2 separate regions of the Scatophagus argus genome follow, and region 2 is linked to region 1. A link is a contact called in public Hi-C data. All regions are on one chromosome and are shown on one strand. Each heading gives the region's core, a stretch centred on a gene start, on an enhancer-like site or on the middle of the called end of the contact. The rest is flanking DNA. Distances are from core to core; before and after follow the strand shown. Region 1 holds the start of foxo3b (forkhead box protein O3B). Region 2 holds the start of cep57l1 (centrosomal protein CEP57L1).

What was found. A called contact is a pair of places that touch in the nucleus more often than the background predicts.
Region 2: a Hi-C map of muscle shows a contact between it and region 1, with 4 times the contacts expected there. The contact joins the promoter of cep57l1 here to the promoter of foxo3b in region 1. A contact is called at or near these places in 2 of 2 Hi-C or Micro-C datasets (both in muscle).

What each region holds. Positions count from the first base shown.
Region 1 is chr19:7,972,053-7,978,861 of fScaArg1.pri, reverse strand. It overlaps foxo3b (forkhead box protein O3B), which reads right to left and starts at 4,747. Exons shown (of 5, transcript XM_046372327.1): 1 at 4,606-4,747; 2 at 3,767-3,897; 3 at 2,705-3,430. The coding sequence starts at 3,259.
Region 2 is chr19:8,099,433-8,106,081 of fScaArg1.pri, reverse strand. It overlaps cep57l1 (centrosomal protein CEP57L1), which reads right to left and starts at 2,942. Exons shown (of 11, transcript XM_046372546.1): 1 at 2,711-2,942; 2 at 1,891-2,062; 3 at 1,590-1,778; 4 at 1,364-1,485; 5 at 1,060-1,173; 6 at 891-968; 7 at 509-598; 8 at 333-407; 9 at 1-225. The coding sequence starts at 2,731. It overlaps sesn1 (sestrin-1), which reads left to right and starts at 4,387. Exons shown (of 10, transcript XM_046372331.1): 1 at 4,387-4,507; 2 at 5,620-5,939. The coding sequence starts at 5,661.

The DNA of each region.
Region 1 (6,809 bases), core at 3,498-5,997:
TTTCAAATGACAACAGCTGGGTATCATTTGAAATTTTTTGACAAAAAATGCCAGAAAGTGTTTAGATGAGGCTATAAGTCACTCATACTCTGATGAACATGTCATCCTGTCACTTTACGATTGATTGACTTCATAGATGGCAGCCTAATCTATAACCACAATTAATAAATATATAGCAATAGCAGTCTGAAATAGCACATTTTGTTAATGTTTTATTTCATAAAGGTGTATTATTTCATACTATGTTAGCAGAGACACACTTCTGATCTAAAACATTGCAGAACATCCTGGAGGGCTAATGAATACCGGAGTCCCACTAACAATCTTTTTTTTTTTTTTTGGTACTTTGAGAAATATGAATTTGTTTTCTTTGCATTAACTTATCAAAAGACACCACGTTTCTCAAATGTTAAATTCCATCTAATCAAAAACCTTTGCTTTATTAAAATAGTCTAATATTGGCCTGATTTAAACCAAGAACTAACCAACCAAGGAATAAGTCAAAGTGATTATAAATCTGAGCAGAGTTTTGATGACACTTGACAGAACTGAGGTCAGAGTTAAATCATGGTTGATACACTCCATGCTGGGCTCTTCATTGTGTAAGAACAAATAGAAGAACAAACACCGTAGTATTATTAAAATATCAAGCACTGATTTCTTTTGGTCAAAGACAATCTAACGTGATAAAAGGTTTCCCAGTGTTTTGCTTGGCTGTGTTAACCTACATTTACCGGGGCTAATGGTTAACTGACAAAGATATGAATTAGACTGACGTAACTGGGAACCTGGGAGAGAAACCCAAAGGGATTACTGGGATTTGCTCACCAAATCTCCTCAACAAAGGTGCCCTGGCTGCATGAAACCGTAGGTGTTCAAACCCGGCTCTGTGTGGACGTGAAACCTAAGAGTCTCTGAGAGTGAAATGGAGAGAGAGGAAGGACCTCTGATAAAAGTCCCTGTGCAGAGGTAGTCCTCTGAACACCTGGCTCTGCAGGCTGACTCTGGTTTCACGGGCTTTTCACTAAAATCTAACTGCAGCTTGTGGCATGCTCAGGCCTTAATGGCGAGGAACCTGCCCGCTGGCTTAGGGCTGCAGAGATCTACCATCCTAAGGAGAAGTCTCTGTGAATGTTTAATCTCAACCATACTCATTTGTGATTGCCACACCTCTGTTTGAAGAAGAAACAACTAGAGTCTGTAACGAAAAGTCTCTCATGTAAGGACACTAAAAAAAGGCATAAGCTGTGAGCTGCACTTCAGATTTATTGACAGACCACGTGTAACACTAAACCACCGACAGCCTGGCCCTCATGCCCGAAATTCCAGGAGTAACAGCCCTGCATGGTGATGGTGAACCCGGCCTTGACTTGGTGGGTCTATACACACACACACACACACACACACACACAGCCTCCCTCTTTGCTCTTCACTGAAGCATATCACATGGCAAAACTTGAGAAGCCAACAAAATATGGCCAATAGGCTCCACACCCCCATGGGACTGTTCCCTCAGCCTCTGATTGGTGTTAATCTCTGCTCTCTGACCCCATCTCTTTTCGTGAGTCCCATATGTCTTTTTGGTGACTGGATAGCCACCTTTAAAAAAAAAAAAAGCTTAACTCTTAACAGCTCACCCAAACGCAAGGCAACCCAGTGGTTATGTAATTCCCTCATGGCAGGATCAGCAACCTTGGCAGTTGCCTACCTGACCCAAGAGACTGACAGATCCCTGCCAAGGTTTACATAACAAATGGCAAACAGGGCAATGCCGCTGTGATTACAGTAGCATGATGGTAATTTAGCCTCTAAATATAAAGGCTAAGAAAAGAACAAAACAAAACAAAAAACATACTGTCAAAATAATCTCAGCACTCAGATTCAGAACCACTAAAACACTCAGTGACAGGAAGTGTATGGATTCAGATTCAGCATGTCTTCTCAGGATTCACGCCTTTTCCCATGCAGAATTATTGTTAAATGTTTTTATTTACATCCAGCCCCTTGTCCTATTAATGGATTAGCTGCTGTTCAGTAAACTGTCTTATGTAACTGTATCATTCTCCGAGTCTTAAACGGGGTTGCGTCACTCAAAATAGGCTACTGTGTTTCCAGACAAACCGGTTACAACGTCTCTGTTTGCTCTAATTCCAGACATGTGACTGTGGCCTCAGAGGAATATTATCCACATAACTCATCAGAAACGTCAAGTTTAAGGAGAGGGAGTGAGAGAGAGAGAGAGAGACAAAGGGAGTGCATCTGATGCAGATTCAATCAAATCTGCCCAACCTTGTTTGCCTATAAAATGTCTAGGAATAAGTGCAGTACATCACGTTTGAGTCAATTTAAAAGATAATTATGTGTAGGTCACCAAACCCCACGCACCCCACGCTGCTTAAAGAGATTAATGATCTTAAATGCCTCCCTGATGTGATACACCCCCCCCCCCTTTTTCTCGACGTTTTCGAACTGATCTGTAATTTCCATTAGAATGATAATGAGAGGAATAATGAGTGCCAGACTTTCCAAATGGACGCTAGTAAAAACACGACTGCGCTGGCATAATTGTGTGCGTGCGTCGGGCTGTGTGTGTGTGTACGTCAGTGGGTTTACAAGCCACATGCTTTTTGTTTTTGTTTTGATGGAGGAAGGGGGAGTGGGGGGGGGGGGGGGGGGCTGGGTTGGTGAGTGGGACGACTCTTACCTTCCATCCCGCAGAGCTGTTGCTGTCGCCTTTGTCTTTGAAGTAGGGGATGGATCTCACCATCCAGTCATAAATTTGGGACAGTGTCAGTCTCTTGTCCGGCGCGCTCTCAATGGCTTTGGTTATAAGGTCGGCGTAGGAGAGATTACCCCAGGCGTTCCGGCGAGATGATGCTTTCCTTGGGGTCTGCTGGGCCAAGCTGCTCGGGGTCAGAGCGCCAGAGGTGGACGTCGGGGAGTGCGTGGAGAGCGGGGAGCCTCCGCTCTCCTGGCCGGGAGAGGAGAGCGCTCCGTCGGCTACGGGGCTGTTGCTGCTCTGGTCCTCTGTCGCCAGGCCAGGGCCATTGACACTGATGGCTGTCGGGGTGGCATTATCCTCCTCATCATCCTCTTCCTCGGGTATAATATCTGTGTCATGGCTCTCCGGTTTCACCGCGTTAGAGTCTGGTCGTGGCAACGGCCAGGTGCAAGATCTGGGCCGCTGCTGGGGCTCGAAATCCGGATCGATGACCACGTCCAAGTCCGGGAGTGGGTCGGGGAGCGGAGCCTCAGCCATGATCTTCTGCTCCGGTCACAATCTCGCCCCCGCTGCCAGGTAATAAAGTTACAAGACAAGATATGTGGAGCTGTCAAAGTCGCGTCCCATGAATGCGCGCTCCCGTCCTTTGTTGCTATTCCACACCAGCGAAGTCCCAACAGGACCAGGAGCAACTTAAGTTATTAACGCCTGTTGAGGATACAGAGACAGAAAGAATAAACCCAACACATTCGGTTAGGTCCGAGTTAAAACACAGCTTGAAAGATACTCACGGCGGCGGATAGTCATTGCAACCTATTTCTGTAAGCTGAGTTACAACAAACTACAAACAGATTGAAATAAAGCGATTCTCTAAGCTCCGCTTCATTATGAAACACTACTTGCTCGTTAATAAGAGCCCCACACAAAATCCCGTCCTGGTGCAAGGGGTCTGAATCCACCCACGGGAGATCTATGGCAGAAGAAAGTGCTCAAACCTCATCTCTCTGGGAAATAAATGCGCTCTCAACACTTTAAATGAAATACCTTGCACGACCAGTTACTCGCGCTCCGTGGTGCCAAATGAATAAAACCCAGAAGAGACTAGATCCCGGATTGTCCACGGCTAGTTCCAGATGCCATCTTGACTCTCTCTTCTTTCACTCCTCAAGTGCGCTCTGCGATACAGACAGATAGGTTGTGTGCAGGGCAAGTCAGTGTCGATGTGGAATAAGGCTGCCACCTCGCTCTGGGTTACTACTGTATCTCGATTTGCCTTCCACACAACGCCGCGCGCGCGCACATACACACACACACACACACACACACACACACACACACACACACACACACGCTTACGTACACACTCACACACGCGCATGCAAGTCGATCAAGGGCCAGCCCCCTGGATCCTGTGCATGGGATCGCCTTTTAAAGAGACACTACAGTCCAACAGGACGGAGCGATCTGTGCGCAGGTGGAGGCTGGGACACGTCCTGACATGTCGGTTAACAGGTTCAGAAATAGAGGGATAGAACAGAAGAAGAATAAGAGGGAACCATTAAAGTTTTAAAGTTTTTTTTTTTTTTTTTACTGTCGATTTTTGTGCTGATAAAAGGTGCGTTCAAATGACAACCAAGCGTAGGATACGTGTGTGGTGGATACTACAGGTGTCCCTTTGGTGCAGCTAACAATTTTATTGTCAATTATTGTGTCAGTTACTTTCTTGATTAATCAATTGTTTGGTTCATAAAAACAAAAAAGGTGTCAGTTTCACAGAGCAGAAGTTGACATATTCTAATTACTTGTCTTGTCCCAACACATGGCCCAACAATCAGACATTAATTTAATACTGCAGAAGACATAGAAAACCAGCCAATACTTACATTTTAAAGTAGCAGCCAATGTAAGTAATGATTTCCTGTTAAAGAATGAGTTGTCTCACCTCCACAGCAGATTTTATCAGCTAATTACAGCTTTGGAACAAAAAGTGTGCTTCAAAAACACCTTTAAAAATAATGTCTCCAAAAATGTACAACATACAAAAACTTTCCACCAGGGTCCACCTAACATTATCCCATGTTTCATAATATTAGCCTACAAGTAATTTTAATGATTAACTACTATTTACAAAATGTAGCATTCCAGTATATGTTTCTGACATGATGACACCTCATGGTGAAAACATTTGAAATATTAACTCATCACGTACTTAAACACCCGTATAGTTTTTTTTGATTTCACATCACTCATTTCAGCAGCTGACTGTGCCTTTAATCAAAGAACCAGGTTGTCAATCACGACCGTCACGGCTTTCAGGCCACGCCCCCTTTTTCTGGAGAACTGGTCAATCTCGTTCAGGATGATGTCATCGCGTTTATTAGCCAGAGAGATAAGGGCAGAAATCCTAGATGGTTCTCCATCCTGTAAGTGATGTTCTGGACACCCCCCTCCTCCTCCTCCTCCTCCTCCTTCGCCTCCTCCTCCTCCTCCTCCAGATCAAAACAGCCTCGTCCACATCTTCTTTGTTCCACCGAGGGCTGCCTGACATGCAAGGTGCGCGTCCACCTGCGTGTGCTCACGATTTCTGTGCAGGAATGCGCGTTCACAGCTGACCATTACAAGATATTGCTTGAATATTACCACACTGACTTTATGTTGTGTTTATGGTACATTTATTTTAGTTTTGATTTGACATCACAATAGTATGTTATTATTATATCAGTATATGATATTGTGCTTTTATTTTGGACATAACATAACATAACATAAATATTATTGTGCCTGCCTGTGTTTTATTTTCACCACAGTGTTCACTGTCAGCAGGCTGACAGACATGCTCCCCAACAAGTTTGGATGTTACCGTTTAACTGTGGTCATCGACACCCAGATTGGCACAGCACACACACACACACACACACACACACACACGGTCATTTACAGCAGCAGTCTGGAGTGTGGACTGTACAGGATTACAGGAGATAGACGATCCACGCATTGTGATGTGATGGTTTTTTTTGTTCCCCTCACATCAAAGAGAATACCTGATGCAGCAGTTTGGCTCCTGCAGAGAACTATAGAGTTAACCGCCCACTGGATGTACAGAGAGAGGTTAGGATGTCTGAGAGTGTGTGTGTGTGTGTGTGTGTGTGTGTGTGTGTGTGTGTGTGTGCGCACGTGCAGAAATACTGTTTTACTTTGCCTCATGTTTAGAATCTTTTTTAATTTTACATTTAGATGATAGAAGAAGAAATTTGCTATTTTGCTATTGGCAATCATTAAGTAAAGCAGTTATTTTGTTTCCTCTTTATTTATTAGCGGACATGCAAGGATTGAAACAGCTTTTTAAAACTCCAAATTGTGTGTGCCTGCACACATTAGGCCTAAGTCCAGAAGAAGTGTCAGACATGCTATTTCAATACTCTGCTGCAGTGTATTTTGTATTAGGCCAGTTTATTCTGTGCAAGATAAACCATCTTACACCCCAGATGCCCATTTACAGGCTATGATAGAGTTGCATAAGACATATTCATGCAAACAACCGCAATCAATTTGTGTTATTTCCTCACATGTGACCCTTTTAACCCAACACTTTACCAGGTCTTTCAGGTTTGAACAGCATAATCCAGAGGATGGAGAACTTGATTAAACACTCATATTAGGACAAGATCTGAGCTCAATTCAGTCTTTAACATATTGCTGTAGTCAACTTGGCTCAAAACTCGATTTCATCCATATTTACCAGGCCTTCCAACATCAAAGTCTTATGACCGTACGAATCTAAATTTAATGCACATCGTGTGATTGATCCAAAAGACAAAAGGTGAACTGTTCCCCGTCTTCCCTTCATCAGCACAGAGCATCAAGACTGCTGTCCAGAGAGGATGGAGACTATACGACCACCAGTCTAATCCAGTGTGAATCATCCAATTACAACAGTCACAAAGCATGGTGGCCATCTCTGTTTGCGTTTGATATCGCCGCCTCCCCCCAAAACAGCATAATGCTCTGATTGGATTAGGGGCCTTGGCATGGGTGTGATTGATTTTCCTTTAACTGAGAGTTATGGTGAGAAAGACTTGTGGCCTTG
Region 2 (6,649 bases), core at 1,693-4,192, 130 kb before region 1:
CAGGTCAGAAAGTGAGCCCAGTGGCTGATCTGCTTGTTCGGGATCCCTGTCAGGCTTGTGGGAAGTTTTGGAAGATTGAGAAAAGTCTTTCTGGAGGCTTTTCTTAACTCTGCAACCAGATCTCTGCAGAGCACTCACTTGTTCACACAGTTGGGGCTGATGGTGCTTCATCATGTGGAGTATGCTTTGTATGTTGGCGTGAACTGAGTGGCTTGGGCTCGTTGACTGTATGAGGTAGGAGAGATCAAAATCAATCAAAAGGAATCAAAAAAGGGAGACCGTAAATAATACATGCCTTTCAGAGTTCACGCAGAACAGCAGAATTGACTTACCGTCCCTGCAACAAAGGGCATTTTTTTGTGCCTTGGGCTGCTTGGTGATGCTAACTCATCCTGTCCGGAGATTTTCTGAGGTAGAAGACAGCTGCTATCACCACAATGTGCAAACTAATATTTTCCTTATCAATTAAATACAGACATTTAATTAGCTTTATCACTAAGAAAAGTACCTTAGTGGTCTTTTTTGTTTTCCTCTTTGATTTTATCTCTTCTGTAGTAGTCAGAGACAATCGAAGATTGATGTCCAACTCCTTCTGCAGCTATGGAAATGACAATAATACGACGACTGAAGTCAGGAAAATGTCATGTATTTATTTCATTTTATTTTACTTAAATTTTTCCTTTTCAAGGTCTTTGCTGGTAGTTTGCCATTATAAAACGGTTAATTGCATGTAATTTAAAACCCACTGGAGAACATTTAATAGGAGTCAGAGTAATGGAATTTTGATATAAAAACACAAAAATATGAAAAATTGTGTTTTTCTCTCGATTCTTGTGTCACTGTTACTTCAAAGAGTTGGCACATAAAGTGAAGCGTATGTGTGGACTGACCTTGTCTGCTTTCTCCTGCACAAGCTGACGTTCATGCTCTTCTTTCAGTAGTTTTTGTTCCAGAATGGCAAGCTTCGTCTGAAAGGAACATTATGTTGAGATAATGCTCTCATCATTTAGCTCATGATGGCAGGTGTTTATAATAATCAACTGGAACACTGCGAATTACCTCTGCCAGAGCTTGGGTTCTACTCAATTTAAGACACTCTGATTCAAGTTTCTCCAGCTTTTCACACTGAGATTGGGGGTTTGAGCTGCTTGGTTGTTGCTTTTGCAAAGAAGCCTATTGGGCAGGAAAACAAATTTTATAGCGATATGATAACATGCATTATTCCAGTACACACAATTTGTGTTACTCTGTTATTCAATGTGTTTTCCAGACTTCAGTTTCTCTAGATCATATTAGCTTTATAGTTAGGGACTACTTTTAAAAAATAATTTTCTTTCTTTCAGTTTGTGGCTGTTTGCACTACCTGATTCTCCATGACAGCATTCCTCTCCTTCTTAGCATTTTCAACCATCTTCCTCATGTAATCCAGCTGCTTCTCAAGAACCTTACACCGAGCTTCTGCAGAGTGCAGTTTTGAGTCCAACTCTGTTATTATAAACACAGACACGACAATTAACAGAGAGGACCGATTTTCCATAATGGATAATGAAACTGCAGTGGCCTCTCCCTTTGCACTCTCCGTCATTTACCTTTTTTGCTAGAGTTATCTGTCTCAGGGAGGCTGGCTGCTGGCTGACAGGGCACCATGTAAGATGCTGTGACCTGGTGATGATTCTGAGCATCCCGGGAAAACTGCCGGTAGCTACTCTCTGCTTGTTTCCTTTCCAGCTCCAACCGCCGGATTTTCTGCTGAAGGGTCTTCAGTGCATCAACAACAGCTGAAGAGCAGGTAATAAGAACAGAAAAGCATACCCAGGAACTATAGTAGAAGGTGACCATAACAAAAGCACAGCATGAGGCACGAAGGCTGACAAAATGGCTACGTCATACCTCTGCTGTCAATATTAGGTTTAGTCTGCGACGTCTGAGGGCTGTGTATCTGTGGGTCCGTGCTGACAGATGAATGTGCAGAGAGCTCTAGCTGTCTTGGTTTTGGAAGTATCCTGTCTGGAGGCTGGTAATAGCTCCCAATGTAACTGTTTTTTGAGGGTGAATCTAAAATCTACAGACAAGAAGAAGAAGCAGTTGCTTTAGTAACTGTAAGAAGGCTACAACAAATAATACATGTCAGTATCGATTAGTCATTTAATTCATAAAATGTGCATAAAATAGGTCTCCGCAGCCCAAGGTGAGGTTTTTAAATGGGTTGTTATGATTGATTGATATTGAGTCAAACATATTAAAGATATTCAAATTACAATAACATAAAACAAAAAATGCTCTGATATGGGTATGCTATGCTCTGTTTATTCTCTGTGTAAAAGCTTTATAACACCGACTGTCCAAAATTGCTGTTATGGACTATGGACTAATGCTAACCGATAAATCGAACAATCGTTTAAGCACTGCAGCAGCTTTCCGCAACAATGAGGCTGTTTACACAAACAAGAGCACAGTTGCGCTCCTAGAAGCTTCAGGAATTTCGAAGTTGCTAACGTGTAAGCAAAAGCAACTCGATTTATTAACAAAATGACGTTAAGATAATTTGTTATCTCAACATAAAGCGACGATGACCTCCCACTGCAAACACCCTAACGTATTTATAGACTCGATGAAAGTAGCAGCTAACGACAACTTAGCGAACGAAAACAATGCTAAAGCTAATGTGTTAGCCACATTCACAGCTAACGGCTGATATAGGGAATATTACCTGGTCGTAATGACTCTCCATCGTGTCACATAGAGGATGATACTTGTTTCGAAGCAATTATGCATCTGTATCTAATATTTCTAGACTGCTTGTGTAATTTCCAAACGCTTTTATGTAGCTAACTGATTTCTTAGAGCGATTCAGTTGTGCTGTCACCACCAGGCAGTCCGGACTTTTTAAAATTTCCCTCCTCTTTGCCGCCCTCGTCACAGAGGTTCCGCCTGCGTGCTGTTTCCTCCTCCACCTCTCCAGTTCACAATGTTCTAGACTTTTCAGTGTAGCTCAAAATAAATACATGTATCTGCTAAAGGTTTTGTCACACACACCATCAAATACTTTGAGATGATTTAGATCTAAAAAAAAAAAGGTGACATTTTTCAGAATAAAAGTCTCTTCCCAAAAACAAAACAGGCCCACAGCCACTTCACATTAGAGGAAGCATTTTAGCAAGACGGAATTAAAGTACCGAAATACTGGAAATGAATCATACCCAGATTAAACACTGATAGGCATTTAAAAGAAACTCACATGCTGAGAGGTTAGTCACTACTCAGAAGGATGTTTATTTATATGTTTTAGACAAATGCATGTAAATACTCAGCACTTAGCCTTCAAGAAAATCTAAACCAACCTAAAACCCAGTGAAAAATCTAAAACCTTGCTACATCGTTGGCAGGAAAATGTATGTATCAGGAGTAATTTTGCTTGATTTCCTAAATGCATTGCTCAAAAATTATTTTCAAAAAAAGATTGCAATGAAATAAACAGGTTCCTACAAGGTTGTAGACGATTTACAATGGACTCTGCTATATTATAACTTGAACATGGACCTTCATGTCCTCAGACCATATCCTTAATTAATCTCTGTGAATTAAGATAGCTTGATAGATTGTTGTTTGCAAAATCAGAAGTTCAGGTTCATCATGCATGTGTTTGTATGCCCTTTTCATAAAAACAAACCAAAGCTAAATAAAAAATAAAACAATAGTGGAAGCCATTTTACAGATCACTTGAGCTATTTTTGGTTAGCAAAGTGTCTTCAGGCAGTAAATCAATCAATCAGCCCGTAAACATTTGCACAGCAGTATGTAAATAACCTGCTGCAGCAAAAGGCTACGAGCCAGCAGCGTGGCAGGTGTGCTGCACTGAGATAAGAGTTTCTGTAAAACTTCTTCTTGTTTCCTCTGCATAAGTGTGCACCTGTTTTATTGTTGGAGACAACACCTTTGTCCCTAACACAGACTTGAAGGGCATCCAATTTAAACATCTTTCAGACAGTAATGACAACAACATTTCTGTGCTTGTATTGTCCAACTAGCATTGACCGTTTACATTTGTAGTTTGGCAGGTTACTTGAATACAAATGAGGTTAAATACAAAACAAAGTGTAAATATACAATCTCTCCGTCTCCCTCTCTCCCCCCCTTCTGTATGTCTTTCAGTTATTTCTGATAAACAAGGGGGGGGGGGCACTCCGGCCGTCGCAATGCATGATGGGAGATGTCGTTTTGAAGACATACAATCCAAGACATACACCGAACGAAGAGAATTCATCTCCCACAAAACCTTCCCCCGCGAGCTCGACAACTACCCTTCAACCAATCATTTATTAGAATCCACATAGTAACGCCTTAGAAAGCCTATGGTCTCTTCTCATTGGCCAACGCGTTCTGTCAATCAAATGTTTACCCTCAAGTTGTTGCCTCCTATCCTTTCTACCCTGGGACTAACGTTACTGGTCAGTGCTGTATCAAGGCGTCCCGTAGCAGAAGAACTGCACCAAAGAATGTGGATAAAGTGAGTATTTGAGAATGACACTTTATGGTTTTGGTTCACAGCGAAAGTTTTGTGTGTAGGAATGTGGTTTTCGCCGCGGTTCTGTTATACTTTGCTGGTGTCTTTGTTAACTGGCAGCTTGAAAGCCTTGACGCGAAAGAAAGGCAGAGAGAGATTGAATGGACCTACTAACTGACAAGTTGCGTGTTTTTGTATTTTTAATCACGGTGTGTCCAGCATTTAAATAAAGAACCTTTCACTACGAACCGACGTCGATTCATTATCGTTTGCTAAAGCAAAGGAGGCAATGATATTCTAACCGCTAGATTATGATTGCTTAACATCGGTAAATACTCTGTACTTCTTTAACCGTGTTTTTTTCTCACTAGTTGGTGTCAGACCAAATATCAGCGTTAAGATTTTCAGCACGATATCGGTTTAAATCCTTGTACTATTTCCAGATTGATCCTGGCTTTTTAGGGCCAATACCTGTATCGATATTTTAGAGATAACATATAGGCTGCATATATTGACCACATACCATTTATACTGAGGTTATATCTTTGATATCGACGTGATACCAGTCAAATCAACAGCTGATTGAAGCAATATTTTATTGGTGATGAAACGCCTTGAATTATGTGGGTATTTAATTTGTTTTATTGTGTCCTGTCTGGTTATTTTATCCACAAACAATTTACTCCCCATGTAAAGGGGATATAAAAATGCATACATACAAAGAGGATTGAAAGAGGACTGCTAGGACATTTTAAAGTTGAAATTAAACTAAATAAAGTACTCCAGAGTACAAAGTAAATTTTCAATCTACAGTACTGTTTCTAAATGGCAGTAAACACATTTTAGGCATATTTCTACTGCAATATCTTGTGATTTATTGGCTGAAATATACACAAAATGTATATATCAGTGAAGAGCTAATGTCAGGTTTGAGTATCATCTGGGCCATTTATCTGTCAGGCTATAATTCCTACAAAGCGTTTTGACATTTAATGTCATTGTAAGTGCATGTCTGCCCACAGTTCCCCACTAGGATTACATTAAAAACATTGTAAAAGAGTGTTTTGGTGCTGTGATGTAAACATAGACTGTTTCATGTGTTATTTGTTGTGTAGCCTGTTGTAAGACAGCACAAACATTAGTCCTACATCAGAAGATGGAAGTGCAGGAACAGGAGTCTTTGGCAAGATGGGACGGGCTGGGCAGCCGAGATGCCATCTCCAGAACTGAAGCCATGGAGAACATCCACCAGGTGGTCATGAGGAAAGTGGAGGCCATCAAACCCATACCGTCAGGGGCCCTGTCACCCCCAGCCTCAGGAAGCCCTCCCAACAGTGACCTGAACAACATCCTGGCTCACCTTCTCATGCTCTCCAAACGGTGTCCCTTTGAAGACGTCAGGAAGCAAAGCAGTCGGCTTCTGCGGGCCGTCCAGGTAGGAGATGTATATAACTTCTGTTGGGACCCTGATGAGCTTTTTGTACTGTGCTGCATTAAGCTACATCAGTCTGTCATGTATCCTCACATTAGTGTTTATGGTATTGTCATGCTGCTATCTGCTCCTCTCTTCACCTCTTTATAAGCATTGCAAACATTGTGGTCGAGTGAGTACAGCATCAAGACCCAGTGCATGTTTTGTCAAGTGGATTACATTCAGTGACATGATAAGGTGCCATGAACTCATTAACACTGAAACACCACGGGATCCAAGGCCATCACAGCTCTTCGACCACATGCAAACATGCACAAAGAAGAGCAAGTTAGAAATTTGTATCAACAGTTTTACTGGTACACAGAAAAAATACAGGTCTTCACAGTAAATTATACTGTATTGGTGATAGTACACAGATTTTGATGGATTAAAATTCTGCAAGACATTGCTTTCACTTTCATACCTGGAGGAGACTTATTCATTCTGCACATTTAGGATGTAAAACTTGTGTGTTAAAATTAACTCTTCTGCAGTTTCATTAAAAATATATACAGTGTTTACAGTATCCATAACTTTACAGTATAATTTTTTGCACAAGGGGGTTTTATTAATAATCACACTGTGAACCCATATGAGTATTTTGAGATGTGTTTACTAAAAATATTGAGTAACGCCCTCCATTCTCAACATCATGACAATACCATGGCCGTTAG